Regions from separate parts of the Sus scrofa genome. Here regions 2 and 3 are each linked to region 1. Evidence: chromatin contacts called from public HiChIP or PLAC-seq data. All regions are on one chromosome and are shown on one strand. Each heading gives the region's core, a stretch centred on a gene start, on an enhancer-like site or on the middle of the called end of the contact. The rest is flanking DNA. Distances are from core to core; before and after follow the strand shown.

Evidence for each region. HiChIP or PLAC-seq counts read pairs in DNA pulled down with a chosen protein or histone mark.
Region 2: an H3K27ac HiChIP or PLAC-seq map of alveolar macrophages shows a contact between it and region 1. The contact joins two enhancer-like sites. A contact is called at or near these places in 1 of 47 Hi-C or Micro-C datasets (epiblast stem cells) and 1 of 2 datasets of contacts at active chromatin or transcription factors (alveolar macrophages).
Region 3: an H3K27ac HiChIP or PLAC-seq map of alveolar macrophages shows a contact between it and region 1. The contact joins two enhancer-like sites. A contact is called at or near these places in 1 of 47 Hi-C or Micro-C datasets (embryonic fibroblasts) and 2 of 2 datasets of contacts at active chromatin or transcription factors (alveolar macrophages and skeletal muscle).

The regions. Positions count from the first base shown.
Region 1 is chr9:125,118,885-125,123,876 of Sscrofa11.1, forward strand. It overlaps RGL1 (ral guanine nucleotide dissociation stimulator-like 1), which reads left to right. Exons shown (of 19, transcript XM_003357576.5): 13 at 1,394-1,426; 14 at 3,879-4,000. Among named protein-coding and RNA genes, the nearest start is that of COLGALT2, 170 kb to the right of the region's middle. Within about 2 kb of position 2,212, at least 5 of the 83 cell types and tissues checked have an H3K27ac peak or open chromatin away from gene starts, as enhancers often do. A contact at or near this core is called in alveolar macrophages, where this site is marked.
Region 2 is chr9:124,888,910-124,893,901 of Sscrofa11.1, forward strand. The region is part of intron 1 of RGL1 (ral guanine nucleotide dissociation stimulator-like 1); the gene reads left to right. Among named protein-coding and RNA genes, the nearest start is that of APOBEC4, 27 kb to the left of the region's middle. Within about 2 kb of position 2,127, at least 1 of the 83 cell types and tissues checked has an H3K27ac peak or open chromatin away from gene starts, as enhancers often do. A contact at or near this core is called in alveolar macrophages, where this site is marked.
Region 3 is chr9:124,946,447-124,951,438 of Sscrofa11.1, forward strand. All of the region lies in intron 1 of RGL1 (ral guanine nucleotide dissociation stimulator-like 1), which reads left to right. Among named protein-coding and RNA genes, the nearest start is that of APOBEC4, 84 kb to the left of the region's middle. Within about 2 kb of position 2,270, at least 21 of the 83 cell types and tissues checked have an H3K27ac peak or open chromatin away from gene starts, as enhancers often do. A contact at or near this core is called in alveolar macrophages, where this site is marked.

The DNA.
Region 1 (4,992 bases), core at 962-3,461:
GGATGGAGATAGTAAGAATTCAAGCACAAATGCGGTGAGAGTAGAGGGGCTCCACATTGGGGGGGGGGTCATGGCAGGGCCTTACAAAGGAGCGGGTTTGAGCGGGGCCGTGATTTTGGGTGGGACTTTGGCAGGTGGAGCTGAGGGAAAGATAAGCCGTAACAGTCTACCTGCCGGGGGAGGGGGTCAGTCAGATCCATAGGGTCTAAATATCCCTTTTTTGTTTCATATCCCCCCACCCCCCACCGGCCTGCCTCTTCCCCATCCCTCTCCCTCTCTCTCCTTCTGAGAATTGGAAAAGGAGTAAAACCTAATAAAATAAACTGCTTGTCAGTGACAATCGAATATTATTACATGGAGAAAGGATTTGGTATTTGCGATGCAGTGTGAGGATTTTTTTTGTATGTTTAAATTTATCTCACCTTCCTGGTTATCACACGATCACATGCAGTCCACCCGCTTTTTACTGTATCAGGATTAGAAGGAGTAGCAGTTATTTTGCATGGACCCACCTCCACGGTCGTCCTCAGGGCTGTGGACCTGCTCGCTCTTGGAGAGAGGCTCTCTGCCTCTTCACATCCTCTGTCCCAGCTTATCTCAGGAAACACTCCTAAGTGTTGGGGAATTTGTGGGGCGTGACCACTGATGGAGAAGTTAAATTCAGCCTACCAAGAATAGGAGCTGGCAGGTGGAGAATTGAAACTTAACTCTTGTGATGATGTTATTAGAAACGACTTCCCTTTTGATAAACCATTGACAATTTGGTTTCTAGTAATGAGTCAATGGCCATTTGTTTTGTTGCTTTTGGTCAAGAAAAAAAAAAAAGTGTAACAGAACATTTACTCAAGTTTTTGCCTTGACTAGCTCTGCAAATGTGTTTGGATTCTGTGTTAGAAATCCTTCATCATTATTTACTATTTTAGTTGGTTTCAGACGTTCTAAGAGAAGCCTGTCTGCCTATCCTGTGCTATTATCATTAAAAGACTATTTTTCTTAAGCAAATGATGCATCTCTTCCTCCACAGTAGCATAATTATGGTGTCGCTAATAATTGTGACTTTAGGAGTTCCCGTCGTGGCTCAGTGGTTAACGAATCCGACTAGGAACCATGAGGTTGTGGGTTCTGATCCCTGGCCTTGCTCAGTGGGTTAAGGATCCGGCGTTGTTGTGAGCTGTGGTGCAGGTTGCAGACGCGGCTCGGATCTCGAGTTGCTGTGGCTCTGGTGTAGGCCGGCAGAAAAAAAAGGCAAAAGAAAAGGCAGAAAGACCAAAATAATAATAATAATTGTGACTTTATTATCCCTTTGAGCTATTTTAATAAGACCTAGCACAAATAGGCCTGTGTTTCAAAGTAGCATGGTTTGTCACTCTTTTTAATTTTTTTTTTTTTTCAGGGTGGACTGATAAACTTTGAGAAGAGGAGAAGGGTGAGTAGGGGTCTCGCCTGCGGTTTTCCATTTTACTTTATTTGGGGATGAAAGAAATTAAAAGAAATGGAGACTTCAGTTTTTAATAGAGGCAAAAAAAAAAAAAAAAAGGGAATTAGCATTTACTGAACTAAAATTTATCTTATATTGTCCTGCGTGGCATCGTCCCATGTGTTACTGCCCGAGAGCCCTGTGAGGTAGGTTTTATCATCCTCAATTCAAAGATGAAGGAGCCAGGATTCAGAGAGAGGAAGTAACTTGCCCAGCGTCACCTGCCAGCACAGCCGGGGTTCAGATCGGTCCTGCCCCCGTGTCATGTGGTAGTTCCTGGGCCAGGGATGGAGGCCAGGCTGCAGCAGTGACAACGCCAGGTCCTTAACCTGTGGCTCCACAAGAGAACTCCCACGTGTCTGTCTTGACCCCCTCACCATCTCTTTCTTTGCAATCCGCTTCCGCAGTAACGGGTTCATTCTGTGGAGGAGAAAGGGTTTTGGAAGCGTTTCTGAGCTAGAAGCATTGGTGAAGGTGGCCTGGTGGAGAGAGGACAGGAAACGGTCTGCATTGTTACATGCGGCTAATGATTCTCGGCCTCTCCTGTGGAGCATTCAGCATGAATTCGCATTTTTCTGTGGAGAGTAAAGCATTTCTGCACCGCCCTAAATAAAACAGAGCTTTGAAAATTCACTGTGGTTTTAGTGTCGAAATGGTGGATTTAAATAATTCAGAGGAAACGGAGTGAGCAAAATAATAACGTCACTCCAGAGCATTGTCCTTGTTCTTTAGTTACTCATTCATTCTTTGAGCGCACGAATGCTGACTGCAGACCTGACATGGGTCAGGCATTGTGATACGTTTGGGCGTTGCAGCAGAAAAAAATCCAGAGCTCCCTGCCCTCACCAAGTTCATAATCAAGGAAGAAGGTAGACACACAGGCAGTTATAATATAGCCCTGATAAGGGCTCATGAGTGGAAACAGTGGATATTATGGGAGCACATGTGTGGGGCATTTATCCCCAACTCGTGGGGTCAGAGCAGCTTCCAGGAGGAAATGACATTGCAGTTAGAACCAAAGTTTCAGGAACTAACCAGGCTGAACTCCTAAGTAACAAGATATGCTACCCTGGACGATTGTAAGTCCTCTGTCCCTGGCAGCGTAGGATGGCACGCGTTCCTGGGGGATACTGAGGCCAAGGGTTGAGGTCACTGGATGGGAAGTTGACACCTATGGAGTCTGCCAGTCGTTGGGCTCCTTCGGTCGTGGAATCATAAATTCCGCTGTTGCCTCCACGGTACCCGTCTCTGTCCTTTAACTAGAGAATGGCCCCTCGGGGTAATCTTTTTCCTTTGAAGACCAGCATGTTAGACTTTGGGAAAGGTTTTTTTTTTTTTTTTTTTTTTTTTTTGTCTTTTGTCTTTTTTGTTGTTGTTGTTGTTGTTGCTATTTCTTGGGCCGCTCCCGCGGCATATGGAGGTTCCCAGGCTAGGGGTTGAATCGGAGCTGTAGCCACCGGCCTACGCCAGAGCCACAGCAACGCGGGATCCGAGCCGCGTCTGCAACCTACACCACAGCTCACGGCAACGCCGGATCGTTAACCCACTGAGCAAGGGCAGGGACCGAACCCGCAACCTCATGGTTCCTAGTCGGATTCGTTAACCACTGCGCCACGACGGGAACTCCAGACTTTGGGAAAGTTTAAGTGTAAAATCTAAAGCTCAAGCTTACAGTCATTGCTGCCTTACAGAAATCTTTTTTGAAACATCTAAAGAAGTATAAATAATTTTGGACATAATTATACACTTGCTTCTCTTGTGAGCTTAAAAGATGGAGTGAAATGATTTACTGGAGCAGTAAAAACCCAAGGATTCAGGAAATCTAAACATTCGAGTTTACGAGGCCCTGGGCTGTTTAGATATTCAACCCTCTAGCAAAACGGATTTATTGAGGGGTATGGGTTGAAGAAGATGGGGGGTGGGGAAGCCGGGCGCTTCCTGACTTAATTTCTCCCTTTAGCTTTTAGGAAATAGAATTTTTCAGTACATGTTAGAAGGACTCAGCCTTAAACAACAACAACAAAAAACCAAAAAAACCCCAAAAAACCCACATAACTTTTCTGTCCCAAGAGTGAAAATGGAAAAGAGAAATAAAGAAGCCACTCTGACCTAAGGTAGTACCTATTTTGAGCTGCTTTGGTTGCTTGTTTTATTCATGTAAATTGCTTTTTCAAGGAGAAAGCAGGCTAGGCCACAAAAGCATACAAAGACCTCAGTGAAGCAGAGTTGGACCGCGTGAGTTGTTCAGCTGCTTTATTTCTAAGGGAGCCTGTGCTTTAGGGCTCTCCTAAGTGGTTTTCTCCATCGTCGGTCCTAAAGTGGTGTGTTTTCATGTTGAAAAGATGTCCATTTGCTTGGCTTTTTTATTCATGCTTCCTTTTCGGTGTTCTGTCTGCCTTAGGAATTTGAAGTCATTGCCCAAATCAAGCTCTTACAGTCTGCCTGCAACAGCTATTGCATGACCCCAGACCAAAGGTTCATCCAGTGGTTCCAGGGGCAGCAGCTCCTGACAGAGGAGGAGAGGTAGGCGGGCACATTGACCCTCACGGGGGCGCTGCAGGGCTGGCGAGAGGCATACTGCTCCCACTTCCTGGTGGGCCATTTATTCGACCACCGTGTAGCAGGCCGCTCCTGTGCTCCAGATCCTCAGTGTTCAGAGGGTCGTGGCACCGCAGGGAGAATCGGATTGAGGGCCTCAGAATTCGCTGGCATTTATTTATCTTTGTACCTCACACAGTCACTTCTTCTGCCTGGTGTTCAAGATCCTCCTCTATAAAATGCTTGTGAGGATTAAATGCAGTCCTATTTGGGGCAGCCTCGTTCAGTGTCTCTCATCTTTCCTACCATGGCCACCGTCACGGCCACGTGTGTCACTATTGTTAACTGGTTCGAGGGAACTTTCTAGTGGGGAGAAGGCACAAACTCACGAAGAATTGAAATCCAGTGGGTCACAAGTACTACAGGACCCACCGGCAGGAAAAATCCATGGAACCAAGGATGGGAGGAGATGGGGAATTCATCATGAAAGCATTAACATTTGGGCTGGGCTTTGAGGAAAAGATTTCTCCAGGAGAGCTGGAAAAGAACATTCCAGACAGAGAGAGGAACGTGAGCAGAGGGCTGGTGGCCTGACAGGCTTGGCATTTGGAAGGACAGTGAGAACTCTGTACTGTGGCAGTTTTCAAAATAAAGACTAACGAGCAGGGACAGGTACACGAACTCCGGGGCCTTGAATATGGGCTCAGCAAGGGCACGTGGTCTTGCCCCCGCAGCTCAGAGGACTAGGGTTCACAGGCCATATCCAGCCTCCTGCCTGTTTTCACATGTTTAAATGGCTGAAAAAAAAAAAAAATACAAAAGAAGTGAATTGTGACATGGCAGAGTTACTCAAAATTAACATTTTAGTAGCGTTGCATAAAGTATTGGAACACAGCTCATTCTTCTACGTCTTAACTTATGGTTGCTTTCTTGCTTTAAAACCAGAGTTGTTGCCACAGTGACCACATAGCCTGCAA
Region 2 (4,992 bases), core at 877-3,376, 230 kb before region 1:
CCTCTTTGTCTTCTTTTCACCATCTCCATTTTGATGGTATCTCACACTTCCGTTAACAATAGACAGCATCCTTGACGTCCCTACCCCATCCTGTTTCTCTCAAGGTCCTTTCCCTCTTGGCTAATGGCATCATGAGGCACTCATTTCCTCAGACAAAATCTTGGAATAATCCTCAGTTTCCCTCTTTCTCAAGCTTGATGTCAAATCCATCATCAAGAGCTAAATCTAACTATTTTTCACCAACCTACTTTCATCTCTCTTACCTGGGCTTCCATATTCACTTCCCAACTGGTTTCCCTGCTCCCCTCATTACCTTGTTTTATCTTTTCACTGTAATGAACAATATAGAACATTATTTGTTATGAATTTGTTGCTGTCTTCTTCCCTCTAGAATGCAAGCCCTATAAGGAGAGACTTATAAGTGGTAACTTATCTTGTTACCACTGAATCCCCAGGGCCTAGGACTAGGGAATTTCATGTCCAATGAATGCATGAATGATGATCAAATGAATTAATGAAAGGAAGAAATCTGGCGCTTTTTCATAGTTGGGAATTCAGCAAAAATTACTCCTTTGTTGGCTTTTTTAGGGCTCTTTTGAAAAATGTTAAAAGACTTTTATTTAATAATATGTTCTTCGTAAGATGAATATAGAGTCTTACACTCTTAAATATATAGTATTGTTGAGCCTCATTGCATGCATCTTGTGCTCCCTGAGATATTTCTGACAGGTTTTCTGTGGAAACCAAAAAATGAAACCAATTATACCATTTTCTGAGAGAGGCCTGACCCTGTAAATGAATGGGAAGAAACTTTTGCTGTTGAGAGTAGGCATTCAGTATACCCTTCAGCCGTGGTTTAAAAAAGAAAAAAGAGAAGTGAATGCAGAATCTCTTTATTTGCTTTGGATTGCCCTTCATCCAGTAAGGTTAACTTTGAGTAAAGAGGAAATTGATATTGGGATGATTAATACATTTTTAATGTTGGCAACTTAAAATGAAAGTTAGACCTTAAAATGAAGGTTAGATCCTTAGAGGATCCTGAAATACTACATTAAAAAAAAATCAATGACTCTATTAAGAAATGAAAAACAAAATGAGGGAAATGTGGGGAGAGAGATTGATTTGGTTATTCTATATTTAGTACAATGGAAAATTTTTTTTTTGTACCAGCAAGATCTGGGCTTAGATTCTGATCTTGCCACTAGCCGGCCACATGTCCTTGGGCACATGACTTCTGGAATCTAGGTTTGTTATCTCTTTCAAAGGTTTAAGATGATCCCATGAGGTGAACCTTGGGAAAGAATTCTAAGTATAAAATATGATACAAATACAATGTATTATTATTTTTGAATGCTAATAGTGCTTTATGAAGATATAATTTATCTTGAAAAAATATTTATTTTACCATGAAAAGATTATCACAGTAAGTTTAGTGACCATCCATCATCTCAGAGAGATACAAAATTAAATAGAAAAAAGAAAAATATTTTTCCTTGTGATAAGAACTCTTGGGAGTTTACTCTCTTAACAACTTTTCTATATGACATATAGTAGTGTTCATTATATTTATCATGTTGTATATCACTAGTACTCATGCTGTGTATCACTAGTACCTGAGAGTTTGTACTTCTGGTAAATCGAATCTCTTTTTCTCTGAGTTTGTTTTTTTGTTTTTGGAGTGTAACTGACCTACACCACTATGTTAGTTCTTGTCACACGACAGGGTCATTTGAGGAGTTCCCATAGTGGCGCAGTGGTTAAGGAACCCCACTAGTATCCATGAGGATCCAGGTGCAAGCCCTGGCCTTGCTCAGTGGGTAAAGGATCTGGTGTTGCCATGAGCTGTGGTGCAGGTCGCAGACGCAGCTTGGATCACGCGTTGCTGTGGCTGTGGCGTAGGCCAGGAGCTGTAGCTCTGATTTGACCCCTAGCCTGGGAACCTCCATCTGCCTCGGGTGCGGCCCTAAAAAGACAAAAGACCAAAAAAAAAAAAAAAAAGAAAAAGATATTTCTATACATTTCAAAATGACAGTATGAGAAATCTAGCTATGATATGTCACCATAACACAGATATTACATAGTTGTTGTCTATATTCCCCTATGCTGTACGTGTCCTCCTAGGTGACTCATTTATTTTGCAACTGGAAGTTTGTAACTTTTAATCTCCCTCACTATTTCTTTCTTTCTCCACCTCCCTCCCCTCTGGCAACCACCTATTTGTTCTCTGTATCTATAATTCTGTTCATGGTTTGTTCATTTGTTTTGATTTTTAGATTCTGCATATAAGTGATATCATAAGTATTTGTCTTTGTCTGGTTTGTTTCACTTGGTATAATACCCCCAGGCCCTTCTATGTTGTTGCAAATGGCAAGATGTCATTCTTGTTTAATTGCTAATATTCCGCTGTATACATATATACTACATCTTTATCCATTCATCTATGATGGCTCTTGGGTTGCTTCCATATCTTGGCTATTATAAATAATTCTGCAGTGAACATAGGGGTGCATATGTCTTTTTATATTAGTCTTTTTGTTTCCTTCGGATAAATACCTAGGGGTGGAATTGCTGGGTCATATGGTAATTCTATTTTTATTTTTATTATCATTATCTCACCCTTATAGTATGAGGATCCAGGTTTTCATTCTCTTGCTGTTTTCAACTTTGGGGGCTCCTAGAACTCCAGTGGCTATGAAGAGGCCAAGAGCTGAACTCAGTTATATGAAACAACTCACAGTAGTTTTAGGAGTTCCTGTTGTGGAGCAGCAGAAACAAATCCAACTAGGAACCATGAGGTTGCGGCCTTGCTCAGTGGGTTGAGGATCCAGTGTTGCCATGAGCTGTGGTGTAGGTCACAGATGTAGCTCAGATCTGCTGTGGCTGTGGCTGTGGCTCTGATTGGATCCCTAGCCCAGGAACCTCCATGTGCCACGGGTGTGGCCCTAAAAAAGGAAAAAAAAATAGTTTTAAATGACTTTTTTGGGGAAGTTTTGCTTGCTTGTTTAACTGATTGTTTTTGTGTATCTGAGGTTAACAATAATAAAAACACCTTTTATGTAGCACCATCAGTGAGGCTTTATGTCTTTATTATAAATTTCTGAGCATCCTCTAGGATCTCAGATATGAAGTCTTTGGCTTTTTTTTTTTTTTTTTTTTTTTTTTTGTCTTTTTGCCTTTTCTTGGGCCACTCCGGTGGCATATGGAGGTTCCCAGACTAGGGGTTGAATCGGAGCTGTAGCCACCAGCCTACGCCAGAGCCACAGCTTGGGATCCGAGCCGAGTCTGTGACCTACATCACAGCTCACGTCAACGCCGGATCCTTAACCCACTGAGCAAGGCCAGGGATTGAACTCGCAGCCTCGTGGTTCCTAGTTGGATTCGTTAACCACTGCACCATGACGGGAACTCCATGAAGTCTTTGACTTTATCAGGGGAGAAAAAATGAAGGTTTTCATGTCTTTAAAAGCAATTATAGGCTCAGGTCTCTGAAAAAGTAATAAGTGCCAAGAATGGCACCTTGGCAACCATTTGTTCTTGACTTAAAAAAAAAAAACTTTAAAAAAACCAGACTATATGCATTTTAATACCACTAGTGCCTATTTCTTAAATAAAATTACTTTAGCAGTGTTATTATTTTTTCTTCTTAAAATGGCAGGAAAATGAGCCCAAAGAAGTATTATTGAGTGTATTTAAACGAGTCCCATTTCCAGATATTGGAAAGCATGTTTTTAAGTGTTTTGGGGAAAAGTAATTTTTTTAAGTCCAAGCAGATTGTTTTGTTTTAGAAATACTGAAGATGCAATATGTGAATCATATTTGGATTTTAAAGCAGGATATTAAACTTCACAGTAAAAGTGATTCCATGGCTGTTAAAGCCCAAGAGAGGTTTATAAAGCCAGCAGGCAAAGGAACTGAAACTCATTTGGAGAAATGAATGACACAGGAATGGAAACATTAGATAAATAACTTTAAAACCACTTTTTGATATTCTATTATCCCTTGAAGACAGGCAGATCATTACAATTAAAATTATAGTAAAATTTTTCTCTATGAAAACATATAACCTAAAATATGAATGTTGAGTCTGTCACATCTACTTTTTTTCCACATCCATAATTTGGATTTGGACTGGCTTCCCAAGCCCAAAATTCTGAACTTATTTAGCATTTTGACATATTTGCTAGGCAATGCACCTTCCTCAGTCTTTAAAAATAAACTCCTGTTACGTTCAAGTAAATAATCCTGAAGATGAAATGAGTTGTCTTTACTGAAATGTGAGCAAATACGAAAAGTGAGTTGGCTGACTAGGGAAAGAGAGGAAGGGACGAAGGCGACGTGTTACTTCCACGCGTTTGTTCCTTTGCGTTTGCTGTTCCTCTCCTGGGATGCCTTCCCCATTCTAGCTCATCCGTTAAATTCATACTAGTTCTTTCAACATCCATTTCAAGCATCCTGCTCTCAGTGATGACTTTATTAACATTTCTAGATAGTTGCCTACTCCATGTCTACCGCTGCCTTGTGTGTACCCCGTTACTGCCGGTAGCACACCAGAAATCATTTATTTACATTTCTGTCATTTTTGCATCTCCAGTGCCTAGTGTAGTGCCTGACCCATAGCAGGAATTTCATCCGTCTTTGCCAGGTACATATGAATGAGTGCACAAAATGGTGAGTGATAGGGGTTCCCGTTGTGGTGCAGTGTAAAGGAATCCGACTAGTATCCATGAGGATGCAGGTTCAATCCCCGGCCTTGCTCACTGGGTCTGGGATCCAGCATTGCCATGAGCTGTTGTGTAGGTGGCAGACGTGGCTTGGATCTGGTGTTGCTGTGGCTATGGTGTAGGCTGGCAGCTGCAGCTCCGATTTGACCCCTGGCCTGGGAACTTCCATATGCTGCTAATGCAGCCTTGGAAAGAAAAGAGAAAAAAAAAAAAGAAAGAAAAGAATATGGTGAGTGATAGCCCCTGAACTCTGCATAATCTAGATTCTGCT
Region 3 (4,992 bases), core at 1,020-3,519, 170 kb before region 1:
TGCATTCAAGTTCAGCAAGATAATGAACCCGAGGACCAAGGACAGGAATTTAGGGGAAAGATGACATTCCAAAGAAGGACACCCTTTTTATATGGAAACCTGAGAAGACTGACGTATTCTAGCACACGTCACCACCCTTCTGCCGATTTGAATGACAGTCCTAGTTTGACCGCATAGGGTCAAGTACTGTCCTACCCAATACGAAGGAGTAGGTAGTGATGTAAGCCTGCCGTCTCCTAGTCTACTCAGAGAATGGGGAAGAAGGCAGTCTCTCCCTCTCCCCCACTTGCCTTGAATCACAAAAATGTAGCGGGCAGAGCCTCCTCCCTGCCCGTTTGTAAGCCTCGCAAGCTTCCTATCTTAATAAATATATTTCTTGCCGATCACTTCGTCTCTTGCTGAATTCCTTCCGCGCTCAGACACAAACAACTTGAGCTTCAGTACGTCCAGACACCAGGTGAATGATTCTAATTTAAAAAACCGTGGGTTCAAGTCCCACTCTGGGTTTTGGCTGGGTTCAAATCAGAGGTGCTTTGTTTGGTTTCAGTGCAACTGGAATACATCCAAGCCACTCTGGGGGTCTGCGCCGGGGAAGCAGAGAGATTTAATCAACCTTCACACAGGCAGCCCACGGACAGATTTCTAGGCAGACTTAATCAATACGCTTATTTCTCAGGTAAGATCTCAAAACTATTTGGACCTGATTTTGCTATATTTCACCCTCCGGCTGATGTTATACTCACAAAGCAACTAGCCTGAAATTCCTTTCCAGGACATACAAAAGGATAAAAAAGTGAAACCCTGCACTTGCTTTGTGTCCACATGGAAGAGGGGAGATGCAGTGAGTGCACGGAAGCTCTGAGTCTGCTTAAGCTGAATTCCTTCTGTGTGCAGCGTGCACGTCATTTTTCAGTCCACAATGAGGTTAATAATAATGAAAATCTGTCTGGTGTCCAGAATCTGTGTCAGCTGTAATCAAATTGGAGCAATGAACCTGAGCACTGCATTCACTTGAGCTGTAAATCATAAACCCATCGCCCTCCAGAGCAGAGGCAAAAGAAGTCAGTGAGTACTGTAATAGGGTCCATATGTTGCTTTAAAGGAAGTCTTCAAAAAATAATTAGGCTTCCAGATCATCATAGTTTTGTAGCAAAAATGTACGTATGTGAATAAGAAGTGAGCGAACTGGCAGTGTCAATTTTTTGCTTCTCTTTTCTGCCACTTTGTAGCAATAGTGGAATAATTATTTAGCTCTGGGAGGGCAGGCCTGGGGAAGTGTGAGAGGCATCGGAGAATGGAGAGGAGCTGGCAGAGTGGATCATGAGGGCGGCGGGAAGAAGCAGACTCCCAGCTTTGGTAGATAAGGAAGCACAGATTAGAAAGCAGACTTTTCAGATAACCCTTCTGGTCCTGCTACCTGAGTACAAAGAGCTAAGTGTTTTTCTTTAAACATTGAAGTTACAAAGCCAAATTAGCATAGGCACAGGTCTGTGAAAATTGTGAAAGGCCATTATAGAATGGAAAGGGAAGCTCTGTTTTGAGTTAGAGACCTATTTTCAAATTTGCATTCTGCTGTGTGACCTTGGGTGAGTCACTTAACTGCTCTGAGCTTCAGTGAATGGGGAATTCTTTCCTCACAGAGCTCTCAAGGTAACGCCCTTGTGCATATCTGTCTTCTAATACTTATCCTATCATTTTGAAGTATATCTCTTTCTCTTCAAATGATTGTGGGCTTCTCTGTTGTTTGGGTTGAGAACTCCCAGCACGAAGACTGATTAAAGGAGGACACATGCTTATTTATCTTTATTTTGCCCCACCTCGTACACACCTGGCATGATGATTAGGCTCAATAAGTAAAAGGCTGGAGACTTCCCCATCCCTCCAGTGCTGGGTGGGGTTGGGTGGGGTTTCAGTAACCTGTCATATCCCTGAAAGTTTGCCCTCTCTTTGCAGTTAAGTCAGAAATTGGCCTGTTGACTCCCTCAACTAAGAAGTCAGGGATGTTGAATCATATATTTGCACAATTGCTCTTCTCACTAAGAGGTGTGAATCCAAGACACTCTCATTCAGTTTCCACTTTGGTTTATTGGAAATAGCAAGGTCAAGCAGTGGCAATGAAAAAAATGGAGAAAGTGGAAAGGCCAGTAAAAGCTTAAGGAGGGGAAAAGTGAAAGAGAAAAGAAACTGCAACCCAGCTGGAATGAAATGGTGACAGAGCGGAATAACCTTATTTCCTGTCACAGATGCTGCCGTGGATTTCATACTGACTCTGAAACTAAAACTGAAACCTAAGTGAGCATTCAAATCCGCATTCTACCCACCCCTCATTGGTTGGTATCAAAGTTGAGACATTTCACAAATTTGGCTGTCGATAGGCTATGCATGTGGAGCAAAGGACAGATAAAATGGGCCAATTAGATCCTAGTCACATCTGTCAAAACTCTAACCCCTAACCTTAGTGAAAACATAATCTAGGATCAAACACAGAAACCCTATAGATGTACACAAGCCATTTAATTCCACCTTTGAAAAGACGGCGACGGATGGCTGCTGCTTTCTGAAGGTCTAATGAGAAATCCAGGCTTGCCCTGCTAGGAATATTTGCAATCTTAAAGAAAAGTGGGTTCTAAGTCAGTAACTATTTAGTATATCCCAGCAATGTCTTTCCTCCAGGCTGAGTTGAAAACATGCCTGACTTTGCTGCTATGCAAAGCAGTTTTCCAATGTGCTTTGGAAACCTGTTTGAGATTTGAGAGTAAAATTTGGTCTCCAGTGGCTTTAGGCTTAGGATCTTTTGGTTCACTCCAAAATAATGTGAGGGTTCTGTCCTTCATGGGCTATGGAGGATAAATTCAATAGCTGCCAATAGACATGTGAATGCAGGATGCATCCTCTGTGGTATCCCTAACAGAGGTTGACATGAAAGAAAAAAAAAATGGAAGAAAGAAAAGAAGTTCACTAAAAGACTGAAATAATTGGAAATACCCAAAATCATTGAAAAATAGTGATTGTATCTTTTCCAGTGTACACAGAACATGACCAGCATAACTGCATTTACTGATGAAAATGTCATCGTGCTGTGGCAAGTGCCAGCCTTTGGGAGGGTTGTGTTAAATTCCATAGTATATGGCTTTGACTTTTTATTGGGTTTGCTCTGGATGCACAGATCACCCAGATTTCTGCAAGGGTCAGAGTCAGGAAGCAGCATCTCTGGTGGTTTCTCCTTGTTTTACTTGTCTTAGTGTTCTTTGGGGTCATTGAGTTTTTGACACACCCGGGATAGGTCTGCCACATTACATTACAGGTACAGACCCAAAAAGCTGTGAAGCAAGTAAAAAAATGTGAGCTGGTAGCAGAAGTCACCCTAACACATGGTACACAGATTCCCTCCCTCCCCCAGACTTGATGAATATTGGGCCCATTCTTTTGGCCTTAGCACCACTTATGGGCATTTATTCCTATTTTCAAAGGTCAAGACCAAGGAAGGAACAACATAGTCAGATGGAAATGAAGATGCTGCCCTGATATAAGATTTCCTGCACTTAGTTGGTCTGGCTAATTGGTGTCTGGGCATTCAGCAGGACCAACCAGATTTAATCATTACTAGGTGAAGGTAATCAGTATGGGCCAAGATGTTATCTGATCTAATGAGAGATCAGATAACATGTAGGAGTTCCCGTCGTGGCTTAGTGGTTAACAAATCCAATTAGGAACCATGAGGTTGTGGGTTTGATCCCTGGCCTTGCTCAGTGGGTTAAAGATCTGGCGTTGCCATCAGCTGTGTGGTGTAGGTCACAGACTCGGCTCGGATCTGGTGTTGCTGTGGCTGTGGTGTAGGCCGGTGGCTACAGCTCTGATTAGACCCCTAGCCTGGGAACGCCATATGCTGTGGGTGAGGCCCCAGAAAATATAAAAAAAAGACAAAAAAAACAAAAACAAAAAAAAACAAAAACACGTTATAGGAGTTCCTGTCATGGCTTAGCAGAAATGGATCCGACTACTAACCATGGGTTGTGGGTTCGATCCCTGGTCTCATTCAGTGGGTTAAGGATCTGGTGTTGCCTTGGTCTGTGGTGTAAGTTGCAAACATGGCTCAGATCCTTCGTTGTTGTGTCTGTGGTGTAGGCCGGTGGCTACAGCTCCAATTAGACCCCTGGTCTGGGAACCTCCATATACCTCGGGTGCAGCCAGAAAAGAAAAAAAAGAATACACGTTATATGTAAAAATCATGATATCCTTGCTGCTTAGAGATTGAGAGAGGATAAGGATTGGTCTAGTGCCAACTCACTGTACCCACCTCTCTCAGAAGTGTTTTTTTAAAAGTGATTTCTCCCCATCAGGACCTGCCATTTATTCGATGGCCTAGTAAAATGACTGTAATGAAATGGATTAGACTTTTGCTTTTGGTGAAGTGAAAGACTGAGAACAGATTGCTCTTTTTTTTTTAATGATTTTTATTTTTTCCATTGTAGTTGATTTACAGTGTTCTGTCAACTTCTACTGTACAGCAAACTGACCCAGTCTCTCTCTCTCTCTCACACACACACACACATTCTTTTTCTCACATTCTCCTCCATCATGTTCCTTCACAAGTGACTAGATATAGTTCCTGTGCTATGCAGCAGGATCTCATTGCTTATCAGACTGCTTTTTCTTTTCTTTTTTCTTTTTTTTGTCTTTTTGCCATTTATTGGGCTGCTCCCGCGGCATATGGAGATTCCCAGGCTAGGGGTCTAATCGGAGCTGTAGCTGCCAGTCTATGCCAGAGCCACAGCAACACGGGATCCGAGCCGCGTCTGCAACCTACACCACAGCTCACGGCAACGCCGGATCATTAACCCACTGAGCAAGGGCAGGGATCGAACCCGCAACCTCATGGTTCCTAGTCGGATTCATTAACCACTGCGCTACGACGGGAACTCCCAGACTGCTTTTCCACCTGAGATGTGGAAAGGCCAATCTATCTGGAAGTTAGTTAAAATGATTTTTGCA